Regions from separate parts of the Hordeum vulgare genome. Here region 2 is linked to region 1. The links are chromatin contacts, called in public Hi-C maps. All regions are on one chromosome and are shown on one strand. The core of a region is the stretch at or near the end of the contact, and the rest is flanking DNA. Distances in the headings are between cores, read along the strand shown. Region 1 has its middle 21 kb from the start of LOC123410349. Region 2 holds the start of LOC123407660 (replication termination factor 2).

The links. Hi-C and Micro-C count contacts between places; a contact is called where the count stands out from the background.
Region 2: a Hi-C map of leaf shows a contact between it and region 1, with 2.6 times the contacts expected there. The contact joins the promoter of LOC123407660 here to the enhancer-like site in region 1. A contact is called at or near these places in 3 of 6 Hi-C or Micro-C datasets (leaf and seedling).

What each region holds. Positions count from the first base shown.
Region 1 is chr7H:58,570,350-58,573,070 of MorexV3_pseudomolecules_assembly, forward strand. No RefSeq gene overlaps it. Among protein-coding and RNA genes, the nearest start is that of LOC123410349, 21 kb to the right of the region's middle. Within about 2 kb of position 1,407, at least 1 of the 3 cell types and tissues checked has open chromatin away from gene starts, as enhancers often do. A contact at or near this core is called in leaf, where this site is marked.
Region 2 is chr7H:58,689,376-58,692,096 of MorexV3_pseudomolecules_assembly, forward strand. It overlaps LOC123407660 (replication termination factor 2), which reads right to left and starts at 1,317. Exons shown (of 1, transcript XM_045100845.1): 1 at 1-1,317. The coding sequence starts at 1,168. The coding sequence ends at 131.

The sequences.
Region 1 (2,721 bases), core at 157-2,656:
AACAAAGAAAAAGATAAGAAAAATAAAAAAGCAAGCAAGCCGTGTTGAAAAAAAAAGAAAAAATGAGAAACCGGTCACGATCTGAAGAAAGAATAGAGAGGATAAAATGAATAAGTTATCGCGCATTGTGGGTTGTCCCAAGTGGTTGCTGCGTTTCTAACTTATGTGCTACGTCTCTGGTTCGAATCCGTTCTTGGCCTCCTTTTTTCCAATTATTAACAGAATAAGAGAATAAAAGCATCTGGGCGAGTCCAAATTACGACTGAGGGGTATGCGCTGTAGCGCTAAATAAGATTCGCCCATCTCGCAATAGGCGAGACATGGCCGTGGTACCACAAATGGTGCATTAGGGATATTTTTCCAACCCTTAAGCAGACCAGGCCGCACTCCCCCACAAGGCCACAACTTTCCCTTTGTTTTCCACGCCCTCTCATAACAATCGATCTCTTCATTACGCGTGCGTGATACAGAACATCCCGCCCGCTTCCGACCTCCCGCATCCACGCCTGTTCGTTCGCCTATCCGTTTTTGCCCACACGCACTCGGCTTACCGCCTTTCCCACACCCACGATTGGTAAGTTTGACACTTCATTGCGACTTCCTATAGGGTGACTTATATGTCGCGTTTCTAAATATAAGTCCTTTAACGATTTTACTAGAGACTACATACAACGAAAAATGAATGAATCTATATATATATATATATGTAAAATGTTTGGGGCACCTAGGTGTCTGGGCACCTAGGTCACTTATGGCAAGTCATATTTATTAGTGCATGTCATCCAATCGACAAAAATAATGTCTTTCCATATTTTGTTTGCATGTACAAATATATTAAATGGTGTTTGCTTTCCAAAACAAAAATAGTCTGAACATTTATACATTAGTTCATATATGTGTACATGTATCTGACATTTCCACATAGACCGTGATACGTGTTACTGGGTATTATATTAAACGAAAATATGTATGTGTCGGTGTTATACCCAATAAACATATACACATAAATATCATACATTTTAATAAATATGTTTTGGTGTTATACTCAATGAAAATAAACTAGTCTGCATATTTATAGAGTTTATTATGCATCCTGGGTGAATAGAGTTTATTCGTCACCAAAACATATTTACTGGGTATTATATTCACATGAATAAAGTTTATTATGCATCCTGCGTGAAGAATAAACTAGTCTGCATCCTGGGTGACGAATAACGCGATTCTATATATATATATATATATATATATATATATATATATATATATATATATATATTACGTGGTGGAATTTAGAAAAAAGAATATTTAAAAACGGAAGGACTAGTTGGCTCGCTCAGTTGGCAGGCCTATTAAGAATGAACGCTCGCTCGATCACTCCAGCAATAGGCAGGTTTGCTCGCTAGTAGATTCTACGGGAGCTCCTACCTAAGCTCCTATCTATCGCTCTTTATGCGAGGGAGTTCTCGTACGCGCAGGGGGGGTCGTCCGACTAAGCCGGCTTAGTTTTTTTGCTCTCACAAAAATCTGATAACTATTTTTCTTCTTCTTTTCTGTTTCTTTTCATCCATTTCTTGTTATTTCCTTTCTTTTTTAAATTTTTGATTCGTTCTTTCTACCTTTTTCATTTTTTTCATTTTTTATGAAAGCGAACAAATGTTGATTTTTCATCATTTTTTGAAAACATGATTTTAGAAAATGGAGAACAAATTTAAAAGCGCAAACAAATTTTCAAAGGATGAACATTTTTAAAATCTTGAGAATAAATTTAAAAACCGAGAATTTTTTTAAAAATCATGAACAAAATTGGAAGTGTGAACAATTTTGTAAAGAACGAATAATTTTTTGAATCTTGAAAACAGAATTTTTAAACGGAGAATAAAGTAGTAATTTCATAACACCCTTAAAAACAATATTTCTTTTAATTTGTTCAACATCGTAATAACAATAGACCTCCTTGGCATGAGAAGATAATATTTCATTATCATTAAACACACATTGGTAGGGAAGGTATTTTTTAGTTTCTTCAGAACAACAAGTAAAATCATGTATTTCGCATAAATTTCAAACATAGTAACACAAAGTATTTATTTGATGCCACAAGAGTTTCCCTTTTAAGATAAGAGGTGCCGCACATAATAAGGATGCTCATTTAATGATTTTTCCTCAACTAAGCTAGTTGGGTTTTCAGCACGAGCACAAAGGGATCGAAGATGATCCAAGTAATAAGCTTCTATACTGGGAAACATTTTGGGTAGTTCCCCAACCACTCGGTTAGTAAGTATATCTATTTTTTGATATTTTGCATTTCCTACCCATAACTAAAGATAGAAAACAACTTACAACATAACATAAAAATTACATAGTGATCAAGAAAACAAGCACATACAAGAATATCAACCGCTACACGATTGCTCCCCGGCATCGGCGTCGGAAAAGGTCTTGATAACCCACTACTGTAGGAGATAGTTTGTAGCCTTTTTTTAATAAGTAAGAGTGTCGAACCCAACGAGGAGTTACAGGTAGAACAATAGGACTATCGACCACCGATACAACTCTACGCACTCTAACGCTTACTTTACCTAGAACAAGTATGAAAGTATTTTGCAGAAAGGAAACTAGATGCACTTAGTAGGTGTAATAGATAGTTTTGCAAGAAAATAAAAGCAAGTAAATAAAAATCAGGGGCTGTTTAGATAAATATTAAGTCAGTTATTTGATTCG
Region 2 (2,721 bases), core at 67-2,566, 120 kb after region 1:
ACAAGCATAGATAACACCAACAACTAAAACAAGAATACTGGAACTTATGGGCAAGCCATGGTATGAAGCTAATCGCTGAATCAGTACAGGAGGTTCACCTCCATGCCATTGGAATCTCCCCAACATCGATTTAATTCCTTCCCAGGGGGAGTGACCGGCATGAGTATGTTTCCCTGAAATCAGACTTGTTGGAGGAAGTGAAAATTGATGCATACACTTTCTTGTTTGCATGAGCCGGTGCATGATCTGCAGCCTTAAACCGCTTTGCTGGGGCAGCCTCCCCTTTCTTCCCATTCTCCAACTTCTCAGCGTCTGCAACCGCAGAAGCAGCAGCAGCATGCTTACTCCCACTGAGCCCATTCGACAGCTTCTTATCCTTCTTCTCCTTCAGCTTCCCTCTCTCCTCCTCCATCCTCTGCCTCAGCACTTCCACCTCCTCCTCGGTCCCATTGATGGGCATCTTGTCCACCTCAACGAACTCCTTATGGCAGACCAAACACGAGGACGACTTCACCTCCTTGAGAGCCTTCACGCTCAGCACGTGGCCGCATCCACGGAGGGCAAGGAACTGGGACTTGCCGTTGAACTCAAACCCGGTGACCGGGCACTGGAAACGGACCTCCTGGTCCGCCGCGTTGGGCTTGGGGTGCAGGTGGATGGGGATCATGTCCTTGAGCCCGCGGATGTGCGAGAGCGCCTTGGGCAGGCGCTTGTGGATGAGCGCCTCGACGAGGGCCTCCTTGTTGAACAGGTTGCCCAGCCGATCCACGACGGCGGGCGGGGCAAGGGGCTCCCCCGAGAGCGCGCAGCAGGTGAAGCGGGAGAGGCGGGCCTCGTTGGGGTCGGCCTTGTCGGGCTTCTTCGCGAGGTACATGGAGAGGTAGCAGTCGCGGGACTCGGCGCAGGTGGACCCGCCATCGCCGCCCCCGCCGCGGAGCGCGCGGAGGCGGAGCTGGAGCGAGCCGGACGCCGCGAGGGAGGCGACGGGCGCGGAGGGCGCGAGCGGGCGGCCGTCGGTGGTGAGGTAGAAGGAGGAAGTGGGGAGGGGGAGGAAGCTGAGGAGGTCGGAGACGGGGAGGTGGGACGCGACGGTGAGGTACCGCGACGGAAGGGACAGGTCGTCGAGGCGGAGGACCACGGCCCGGGTCGCGCCGGCGGCGGGCGCCATGGCTGGTGCGAGGCTAGGGCTAGAGCTAGGGTTTCGATGCGCCGGATTCGGGAGCGGAGGTGGCTAACGGAGACAATGGGGAATCGGGATTGGTTCCGTGCGGGTGGCTCCTACTCCTATGGGAAAGCTGGACGCGGAGGGACATCGAGAGACGTCAACTCTGACGTCTCTAGTCTGTACCGAGTACCGACGGTGAGGAGGTTCGGCACGCGGAGTGTGCTCGGTTTGCCTGGGGCCTTGGGTTGGGAGTTTTGGACTGAGCTCGACTCGGGCGGGCTCAGTTGATGCTCACTGCGTTTACTGGCCCGATCCCCTCAAAAAACAAATGCTGGCCCGATCAAGCTGAATCTGGGTTGGGCCAGCCAATTAGCAAGCTACCTGCTATAGCGAGGATCCTCTCTCTCCCGTGCGCGGGCGTGCGTCTCTATGTCTCGCCTTCGGCATTTCCTATTTGACGCCACACGCGTTAGTTCACGTGTATTTTTGTTAACCGACGCCTGTGACATTTGTAAATGGGCTGACCCATTTAAGCATCGGTTGACGGTTTATTTTTTTGTGATTTTTCACATGGGCTCGCGGTGTATCATAATGGGCCGGCCTAGTTGAACGCACCATGTGCAATGGCGCATCTGTTTGCTGCAAAAGCGGCAAATAGGAGCTTTCAATTAGCTAGCAACCTGCTATAGCGAGGATCCTGTCTCTCTCCCGTGTGTGGGCGTGCGTCTCTATGTCTCGCCTTCGGCATTTTCTATTTGACGCCACATCCGTTAGTTAAGATGCATTTTTGTTAACTGACGCCTGTGACGTTTGTAAAAGGGTCGACCCATTTAGTCATCGGTTGACGGTTTATTTTCTAATTCTGTGAACTTTTTTTAATGTCATTAAAAAGATCAACGGATATTTTTAAGATTGATGAACTTTTCTCTGAAAATCGATGAACCTTTTCTAAAATATTAAAATTCTATGAACTTTTATGAATATCAATGAACTTTTTTGAAATTTGATGAACATCTTTTTGAAAATGGATGATTTTTTATCAAAATTGATGGACTTTTTAAAGATTTATGAACTTTTTTTCAGTTCAATGAACTTTTTCTAAAAATACATGAAATTTTTTGAATTTCTATGATTTTTTTCAAATTTGATGAAGTTTCTAAAAAATTAATGACTTTTCCCAAATTTGATGAACTTTTTTAAAAAACTGATTAATTTTTTTCAGAATTGATGAACCTTTTTTAAAGAAATGAAGTTTTTTGAAATGAATGGACCTTTCTTTAAATCTGTAAACCTTTTTTGATTTCATATTTTTATTTTGGTAAAAAATAGAAAATTTGTGCATTTTTTCCTACTGGATCAACGGAAAAAAAACAGATCGAAAAACTGAACAGCATGCTAGTGGGCTGGTCCATGCGAGCGACATTGCACGCGCTGGATTGTTAACGGACGCGTGCAGCGCTGTATAGGAGCTCCCCTCGCCTTCAGCAAGTCCACTTTCGGACTCGCTGAAGGGGCGACCGAGATGGACCAGCCCACGCGCGTGGCAAGCCAGAGGC